Regions from separate parts of the Mus musculus genome. Here region 1 is linked to region 2. The links are chromatin contacts, called in public HiChIP or PLAC-seq maps. All regions are on one chromosome and are shown on one strand. Each heading gives the region's core, a stretch centred on a gene start, on an enhancer-like site or on the middle of the called end of the contact. The rest is flanking DNA. Distances are from core to core; before and after follow the strand shown. Region 1 overlaps Lrriq1 (leucine-rich repeats and IQ motif containing 1). Region 2 holds the start of Alx1 (ALX homeobox 1).

The links. HiChIP or PLAC-seq counts read pairs in DNA pulled down with a chosen protein or histone mark.
Region 1: a contact with region 2 is called in an H3K4me3 HiChIP or PLAC-seq map of craniofacial prominence, with 5 times the contacts expected there. The contact joins the enhancer-like site here to the promoter of Alx1 in region 2. A contact is called at or near these places in 2 of 39 promoter capture datasets (cranial neural crest and frontonasal cranial neural crest), 4 of 484 Hi-C or Micro-C datasets (embryonic fibroblasts, nephron progenitors and palatal mesenchyme), 1 of 115 datasets of contacts at active chromatin or transcription factors (craniofacial prominence) and 2 of 9 other capture datasets (adipose tissue and pancreatic islet).

The regions. Positions count from the first base shown.
Region 1 is chr10:103,137,528-103,142,510 of GRCm38.p6, reverse strand. All of the region lies in intron 22 of Lrriq1 (leucine-rich repeats and IQ motif containing 1), which reads left to right. Among named protein-coding and RNA genes, the nearest start is that of Gm25376, 19 kb to the right of the region's middle. Within about 2 kb of position 1,745, at least 6 of the 459 cell types and tissues checked have an H3K27ac peak or open chromatin away from gene starts, as enhancers often do. A contact at or near this core is called in craniofacial prominence, where this site is marked.
Region 2 is chr10:103,027,380-103,032,210 of GRCm38.p6, reverse strand. It overlaps Alx1 (ALX homeobox 1), which reads left to right and starts at 3,434. Exons shown (of 4, transcript NM_172553.4): 1 at 3,434-3,830. The coding sequence starts at 3,605. It overlaps Gm34298, which reads right to left and starts at 3,226. Exons shown (of 4, transcript XM_006514426.1): 1 at 3,155-3,226; 2 at 2,873-3,010; 3 at 2,348-2,477; 4 at 1-2,102. The coding sequence starts at 3,226. The coding sequence ends at 1,636.

The DNA of each region.
Region 1 (4,983 bases), core at 496-2,995, 110 kb before region 2:
TTTCTTTTTTTAACATCAATAAATTAAAGACACAAAATCAATTTGACTTTAAAATCTGACTGCCTAAATACAGAATTTACTGATGAGCCTTTTATGGTTCTCATGGTTCTCCTCTATACCCTCCAGACAGTAGACAAATCAGTTAGAATAAGAGAGGGTTAAAAATGAGAATAAGCCAGGCAGTGGTGGCGCACGCCCTTAATCCCAGCACTTGGGAGGCAGACACAGGTGGATTAGAGAAACCCTGTCTTGGACACCCCATCCCCTCAAAAAAAAATGAGAAGAAAGAGAGAGGAGGGAGGGAGGGAGGGAGAGAGAGAGAGAGAGAGAGAGAGAGAGAGAGAGAGAGAGAGAGAGAGAGCATCCTGAGTGAATTTATTTATATTTTATTTTATTTATCTTCTATTATGTTCATGGCACTTATGTTATGTTCATCTCAGAGTAAATTATTTGATGATAATTTACTCAGATTGTGATGGGATTTCTTTTAGAAATTAAAATTTAATCAAGCCATTTTACCTTTCCAGTTTTCATGGTGAGGTGTCATTAATTTACTTGAAAATAACCATGATTTAAAATTTTAGCCACTGATGTTCTAAAACAAATCTTAAGTATTTACTTAAATATCTACACTCCGCTAAACCTGAAAATGTTTACTTAGGAGAGTTAACATATTAATGGGGATACTAAGCACATCTTATACAGAAAGTTTGCCAACGTGAAAATTGGAAGCCATGAGAGGGCAGCATTGTCCACAAAAGTACTGTAAGAATCGCTAGTTCTGTTGGCTGAGGGTGTCAGGATGGATATCAGAGACAGGATCTGGTAAGAAAATGGAGTCGACTCTATTCTGCATTCTAACAGAGCTGTCCTCAAGGAGGCCTAGCATTCATACAGAGTAGAGGAACATTAAATACCAGTCATGGCTGATCAAGAGAAAATACTTCATATTTCCCGTTCGTATTTTTATATGTTTGTATTGGCCAAGAAATATGAATTGAAAATATCTATTTAATGCAAAAATGAAAACATGGCAGAGGCAGAAAGTCCACCGATTTCAGACAGCGGTGGGTGATGGAATAAATTGCCAAGAGATGGGGAATAAAAACTGCCGAAGAAACTGGTTAATCAAGAAACAGAGTTGAGGAGCAACAAGGGAGCAAAGTTTGTGGACAGAGGTTAGGGAAACCCCAGTGCTGATGAAACCTGCTGGTATAAATCAGGCTGTCTGCTTTGAAGAGCAGCAGGATCCAGTGTCTTGCCTAGCTGAGATTGCAGGCCTCCGAAGCAAGCCTGGTTTATTTCATCTTACTTCTTTGTTACTAAATATTATTTGCATAGAAAAAAGATAAAGAGAAGCTGAAGAGGGAAGAATGGAAAGATGGTAGAGGAATTGCTTGGTGGTCTTGATAGGCAGTCTAAAATTTTGTGACTTTATTATTGTTTACTTAGTTGACATTTGGATCTGGGTTGTTTTTGTTTTACCTAGTAAGTAATTTTCTCTCCTTGTGATTGACATCAGCTAAAACAGTAGTGACTAGTCCTGTTCCGTGTATTGTCTGTCAGTTTGTTTTGCTGTCCTCCTCCACGCAAAAGAGATTTCAGAATTTGGTGACCAGAACTGGAGTTATCAGATACTGAGGGAAGTTTAAGATTCAGAACCGCCATAAAGAACACCGTATGTAAGGCGAGAGGCCCAAGTCTATTGAAAACATGCTGGGTCAATAACCTGAGGGGAGCGAGCATATTTGGAAGTAAGACTAGATGAGCAGGCTAGGGAAAGGGAGTGGGTGGCTGGTTTTGATGCCTAGCACGCCTTAGAAGCTCTAAGTGGAGAGACTTGGGTGCATAGACGCTGGCAAAATCTAAGGGTAGAAAGTGTAGAATGCATGTTTCTATCTGTATATCAAATTTATACATGTTGGACTTGCTTTTATAATTAAAAAAAGGTGAAAGCAGGTCTATATTTTTTGAAGAAAGAGTGACACAGAAGGATCAAAATGATTCACCAGCTCTTTTAATTCCTGAATGTATCAAGTATATGATTCTTGTTCAGTGGGTAGTTGCTAGCTTTACTTTCAATAAAACAGGCTTAAGCCAACTTTGTATTATTAAATCATATCCTAGAATTAAGCAATGCAGAATATTTTAACACACTCATTTTATGTGCTTTAAGGGGATGAAGAGTTGTGGGAAAGGGGCTTCCAAAATAATAATACAGCTAATGAATTTTTAAATAAGAGAGATCAAGAATGATCAAGAATGACAAAACCTGAGCAAAATGAGATTTACTTAAGATTTACTTTATTTATGTCGAAACGTCTAGAAATAATAAGAATTTGAGTCAAATACTACTCTGTTGTGCTTCAAAAACAATAATAGAATTCACTCTGAATTATAAAGCAGTTGAGTCTCTCTACCTATAAAATTTCCAGAATCCACTAACATATCTGGCACCTGATTCAACATTAAAGTTATGAATAAACATTGAAAATTATGTATTTTTGGCTTTGTGGATCTTTAGTAAATTGCAGATTTATATTTGGGAAGTTAAATTTAAATTAGTACTTGTATATGCAAACAAATATTGGTGTTAATGTGGTTCAAGAGGCCAGAGTCCATCCCAATCCAAACTTAGCAGTGTTTTCCCAGTGGTGCTGGTCTTAGAGACATGATGGACACAAGAGAGTCTGGATTTTCACTCCATGGTCTCATGCTAAGAATGTGACAAAGGAGTTCCTATATGAAGACCCTGAAAAGGGGGGGGGGTGGGAAGACCATTGTGTGAATGTATTAGAGTGAGTCTGACTTCAGAGGATGCTCTAAGATATTGGCTGTGGACTATCTGCCAAGAAGGGCTATGTGTAGGGAATGGAGCCATGGGAACAGAGCCATCCAGAGACAGATGTATGTTGCAGGGGGCAAAGCTGCAGGGAAAGATCTACCTAGCCCTTTGAAATGAAAGTACTGAACAGCAGACATGAAGCTGTAGGATTTGGTGTTTGCCTTGCTTGGATCCAGTCTTGCTAGTATTACTTTGCTATGCCCCCAGTCTTCCTTTTTAGAAATATATATATATATATATATTTCTAAATACATACATACATACATATATATATATATATATATATATATTCACACATATATTTCTATGTCATTGTATGATGGAAGTATGTAATTTGTGTTTTTATTTTACAAAAGGTTGCAATTAAGAGATTGCCTTGAATCAACAGAAGAGACTTTGAACTTTCAAGCAGTATTAGAACTGTAAAAACCTGTGAAAACATTTGAAGTTGAATGTATTAATTTCAAATGATATCTAGACATAACACTATGCCTAGGGAATTGACTGTAGCAGTTTGAGTCAGAAGTGTCCCCACAGTCTCAGGCATTGGAACCCTTGATCCCCAGTTGATAACACTGTTTGGAGATGTTTAGGGTGTAGAGAACTCACGTAGGGAGAGGAGGTTTTTAAATCTTGCCTCTCCGTGTTGTGCATTTGGTTCAAGATGTGAGCTCCCAGTACCCTGCCCCTGTGACCATGGCCACTGTTGATTGCCATGACTCTGGTCTGCACTAATGAGGTCTTATCCCTTAGGAACCATAAGCTAAAATAAACCCTGTCTTTCTTAAGTTGCTTTTGGTCTTGGTGTCTTATTACAACAATATAAAAGTAGCGAACACAGTTGGTCAGCATGAGGAATCTTTGTTTTATTCTCAAGAAGCCTTGGGGCCAGAAGCCAACAGCTCACAAAACTGTGCGTATTTGTGTATGGTTGAAATCCCCACAGAAGGTAGAGGCAAGTAGGTTGATGCTAAAGGCTATCCAAAATGTTTGCGACTACCCTAGGCTATATGAGACCCTGGCATTAAAAAAAAAATCCACAATGACTACGTTTTTATGATATTTTGTGTGAGAATAATGGCATTAAGGTAGTGAATCAAAACTGAGTTTGTAATATAAGCTTCTGGAATTATACCTTCTCAAATTGACTTAGACATATATTGAGATTTCTCCAGATATGTGAATGGCTTATACAACACATGCTCCCTGTGCTATGGCACGTCTGTGCATTGATCATTGCTAATACATAGTGAATTTTTGTAAAAACAGACAAACAAACAAACAAAATCTCCCAAATCTCATAGTACCTTAAGCCACAGATACCTCAGAAAGGAGCCAGGTGCTGATTGATAATTTCAGCATAGCGTTTATAAACACACAAATGAGCCTCAATGGGGCTCAGTTACTGCTGGAAGACTATTACAGATTACCAGAGTGCTCAACACAGAACATCCTTCCACAGATGCTGTTCTGTTTCCTCCCAGTGTACAGCCAGAACCTTTCTACCTTGCATTAAGCTATTAATGTGCTTTGGTAATTATGCTGTTAATTAAGATTTTGACTTTTCTCTTTGATATATTTAATTCTATTATACTAGATATTATATAAAAGATTCTTACTCTTTGGCTTTTTCCAAATAATATATGATAGTTAAAAGAAAAAAAATAGATGTGTTTTCATCTTCTGGTGCTTACATCACTCTCTTCTGAGTCTTTAGGAAAAAACCTCTAAATAATGCAATGCCTGATCTTATTTTCACATTCCATAAAGCCACTTTTTTATTAAGAGGAAATTACAAGGCCCTATATTCACAATGACTCACTTTTAATATGCTAGATTAATACTATTTCTAACTTTAAAATAAAGAAAGAATTCATATAACTTCTTTGTTACAAAAATTACTTAAGACAAAGGAGAAAACACCACTTTGCATGTAGAATTATTCTATTACCTATTTTCTTGCTGTCATGCTACCATCTCTCATATGTGCTCTCTGTGTAGTGTAGCAAGGATGTATTGACTATATCATCTTCCAATAAACAGCATGACTCCCAAACAAGAAAATGCCACCTAGAAAAATATATATGCATTCAAAATGTCACTGTATTATTAATATTTCTGTCATTATACTAGAGCAT
Region 2 (4,831 bases), core at 2,185-4,684:
AAAGGCTATGAAACTCCCAGGGATCCCAGAGGGCTGGAATCCTGAGATGTCCGGCATGCTTTCAGGCTTAAAAAAAAAGAAATGTCCCTTAATCTCTGTGGATACACTACCCTCAAAATTCAAACGTGAAAAAAAAAAGCAGATAAGAAAAAGTTTTGACAGATTGGGTTAAGTAAAAAGAAGGAAGAGAATCCTGACTTTAGATCACAAGGTTTGTGAAGTGCAAAGTATGTGCAGAACTGTTAAGTGAAGTGGGAAGCTTGAAATAACAGGCTGGGGCTGAGAGGGAAAAAAAAAGCCACCTTACTTCATACTTAACTGGTTCTTCCCCCTTCCCAGTTGACCGCTTACTTTAGGTGGTTAAAAATCAGGAAGGGTTAGGATGGTGCAAAAACTAGAAGTAGCAGCTAATTTTAAAAACTGAGTGGGTGGCATGCTGGTTCTACATATATAGGAGAGCACTTATCCAAGTATTTCAGTCTATATTTGGTGTTATGTCCCAAAACATCAGGCCAGCGCAGCCCAGGTGCAGTGACCTCCCAGTCGATTCCACTTCTTTGTGATTTCCAGAAACCATTCAATTATTATTGCCTTAATTAGTATCCTAAATTTAATATTAATGCTCAACTGGCTAGGGCTGTGTCATTGCTATAAACTCTATCTCAACCCCTCAAAATTTATTTAATGCAACTCTTGGCAACCAAAGACCCAGCTTCTTGCCAAAACCTGCAGATTATGCATTCGTTATGGGAGTTTGCCATTAACTGTTGCCTCTGTTATGGGCTCATGTGGTTACATGTCACAAAACGCAAGGGGGTTCCGTGTAATAGATTTGAATTTTCAGGAGGTTTCCGGGATCTGAAGTGGGTGGGTGACACCTTGGACCCCACCCCTGAAACCACTTCGGTCAAAAGTGGGTTTGGGTAATGGGGTGGAAAAGGCTTCCGAAGCTGCAGTTGACCCGGACTACACAGAAGTTTCCCCCTAAATCGGACCTAGTCTATTGGTATACAAGTGCTGGAGAGCTTGTATCATATGTCTTTGATTTAAAAGACACCGAATGTTTTTCAGGGAATTTGGGGCTCCTAAAACGCATATTTATAAACAGACAGACAAAGCTCCATGACATAGCTACGTTTATAACTGAGAATTCTCTGCATAGTTCTTCATCAGTCATAGGAGCGCTTGCCGCTGTGAATATTTGAAAGACCCATCAAAGGTTGTTTGTTTCTTTCCTCTTTCTCGCGTTTATTAGGGCAAAGCAGACTTTCAGAATATTTAGAGGTAAGATAGATTTAAAAGGGAGATCCTGCAAACTGACCAAGCTAACAAGGAATGAGTGGCCAACTCAACTCAGTCTACCTTCCACCAGGAACAATCTGATAAAGGGTCAAGAAGAATACAGCTTCTCTCTTTGTAAGCAAACTTGATGCACACATTTCCTGGGTTTTTCCTCCCCACTTGCAGGCCACCCCAGAGAAGGTGGAGCAAGCAACGCCTCGCACTTCGGAGAATGCCCATCTTAGAGCCCTGACTCCCCTTCCGCTAGAGCCCAGGACAGTCCCTGCTTTTCTTTAACCTCCCCCCCCCCCCCCCCCGCACTCTTGGAAGTTCGTCAGTTCATTGTTGATGGTGCTATCTCAAGGCTCCGGAGAAAACAATTAAAAATATCATAGAACCCGTTAAAAGGCAAAACGGTGTCAATTGGTGGTAGCTCAGCAAAGGGTCCGTTCTTGGGGAGGAAATGTGGTGAACCGGGTGAACATGGCTGCTGCTCCTGACACTTTTTCTCAGGTCCTGTCGGATGGAATCTTCATTTTTCACTGGCAGCCCCGCCTTTGGGGCAGTGCTAAGCAACAGTTGTGCAGAACATTGTGCCTGGGATCTTTGCTCGCAAGCTGTGTCCAGGTCGGGCGTCAATGAGGGTCCCACCTGTGGATCGAGGACGAAGAAGAATGTGGAAATTTCCGAACCTTGGCGGACAGACACCCGACTGAAAAGGGCTAGGCCACCCGCAGCGGCGAGGTTACCCGAAGTGACTAAGGCTCTGCTGTAATTGCCAACGTAACCCGGAGAAAAGGGGCAGCCGCTGTGGAAGGCCTCTGTGGTGAGAGAGGAAGGTTATGTCAGGATCGGTGGGCAGAGACCTCCCTTGTCCATAATTTGTAGGGGAGTTTCACCAAATTTGCAAGCTTGGCTGATCTATTGCAAATGGCTTCTTGAGTGTGCCCAAGGCAAGGAACTCTTTTTTTTCCCTCCCCCGCCTCAGACGCCTCGGGCTCCTCAGAAGCTGAAGTGGGGCACAAGGCCAAGCAGAATGGTTTTCATCTCCAAAGCGCCGTTTTACCTTCGCTAGCATCCCGGTCAGCTGGACCAAGGAAGGGTTTTGGGTCCGCAACTGTGAGTCCAACCCCAGTCCGCGGAGCCACTAGCTTCTGCAACACTCTTTTCGAAGGCACCGCCCCAACTCTTGAAACCTGTATATAGTACAACTTTTGTTAAAACACTCTGACCGCATTCATCTCCCAACGCTGTTTTGCGTGATGAGTTCCTCTGACCTCCACTAAGAAAGGGGTTTCAGGGCCACTTGTCTCTATGAATTTTCAATAATAGTAATAATAATAACAACAACAACAACAATACATTTTGTCCTAATGATTCGTGTGGACCAAGAATGAGGTGGTTATTGTTTGGTATTGGTAAAATCAAATATTCAAAGACTCTCCCTCAACCTTCCATTCCGTTAGATGCCACTGCATCCTTACTCCGGTGCATCCGACAGCAAACGAGAAGGCCAGGGCCTTGTAAGGGAGAGCGCTGCGGCCGCCACGACGCCAGCCTTTTAGGTTAGAGGCAACCTCGGCCCCTTTACCTCCAGCAAGCCGGTTAACAGCCGCCGCTGTATCCGGCGTCTTGGGCTCAGATTAATGTGGATCTTCCATGTAAACGATTTACGGATGAAATAAAAGCTCTTTAGAGCAATACTTCCTTTCAAGTTCTTAAGATGCCTCTAAATCTTCTGGGAGTGAGTGGCTGGGGTGGGGGCGGGGTGTACAGCGGGTGTTGGGGGAGTGGGGGTGGGGGGTAGCGGGGGTGGGGGAGATGGCCCGGCAAGGCCTCTGGGAGTGGAGCGTTAACCGCTCTGCGTTCTCACCAGGCTCCTCGGCAATGCCAGTCCCACTGTCGAGGCGACTACGATTCTGGGTGTCCTTGTCTCTCCTGGCATTTGTCTGAAATGGAACTGTCTGTCTGAACTAGGCCGGGGACGCGCCCTACCCTGGGTAAGGAGGGAAGATGGGGGTGGGGTGGGGGAGGAGGGGGCCTGGGGTGGAGTTAGTCCTTGCCTATTTTCATATTCATTAGGACTGGGAGGTTGCCGGAGGAGCCCAGCTGAGTTTCAAGATATAAAAGCAACTTCGGGTGCCCCTTCTGCAGCCGGGACGTATTAAGAGTCTGGGAGCTGGGCAGCTCCTGGCGTCGCAGGTCTCGCTTCCCCTTTCCCTCCTCTCTGACCCTCCCTACTCCCGCCCACTGCTCCCTCCTCCCTCCGCGCCCTCCAGCCTCCGCACGCCCCGGAGAGCTCGCGGACAGCCTTTCCAGGATTATGGAGTTTCTGAGCGAGAAGTTTGCCCTGAAGAGCCCGCCAAGTAAAAACAGTGACTTTTACATGGGCACAGGAGGCGCGTTGGAGCACGTTATGGAGACGCTGGACAATGAGTCCTTTTACGGCAAAGCGACGGCTGGCAAATGCGTGCAGGCCTTCGGGCCGCTGCCGCGAGCGGAGCATCACGTGCGCCTGGACAGGACTTCGCCCTGTCAGGACAGCAGCGGTAAGTCACCAGCACCCCGGCTGACCTCCAGCCCCCAACCCCATCCTAATCCCTACTCCCTAGCGGCCTGACCAGGGCTCCAAACTGAGCCCCAGTCTCAGCCATCCTTCCCCGAAGTGAGGTACGGTGCGGGTCGAAGTAAAGAAATGTGGCAAGAGGAATCCAGATTGCTGGGGACCGGGCGCCGCGCACTCTGGGACTCCCGCAACCGGCCGGGGTCCAGAGCTAAATCCTGCCGGATTCTATTTCACTTTCGGATAGAGTTCACAACTGGACAAGAAGGATCTGACCAGGATCACAGTGTAGGTTAACAGGACTCCAAATAAGTCATAATTGAGTTAAAATACCGCACCACCGCTGTGAACCCTCCAGGATGCCGGGGCTCGGGGATGTGAAATCCATCACTAGATGTCATAGTGGTCAGGAAAACCAAAATCTTTGAGCTCTTTTATGTGTGCATGAGTGGGAAGCTACGAAACCGTTTTTAATGTCCTAGGAGTGACGACATTTTTATTGTATTTCTCTGTTGCTATATATATATTAGCTTGTGTGAACTTAAGTTTCTGCCGATTTTCTTTACTTCTTTATTGCGTTTGTGATGAGCAAACATACATTTTGGTAAAAAACCTAATCATTTTAGCTTTTGGGCAAAGCATTCCGGATAAAAACCACTCACTTGGGGATTCTGCATTGTCTGTTTTTCTTCTTCCACATAAAATGTCACCTAAGGAGCCTTTCGGAGTGTTTCTGGACAGAATCTTCAACTCTGAATGCCAGACTATCTCCAAGTCAAAATGTTATCAAAACAAACCATCTATCTTTTTCTATCTTGTAGCCCAGTGCAATCCCTATCATTTCACATCCCGACAGTTAAAACAGGTTTATGATTCTAAGAGGACTTTTCCTTATCATGGTGTATACGCCGCCCTTAAATGGCAAGGAAAGAAGCGGGGCGCTTTAAAACAACAAACGAATTAAGTGTGAAATATTTACAACAAGCC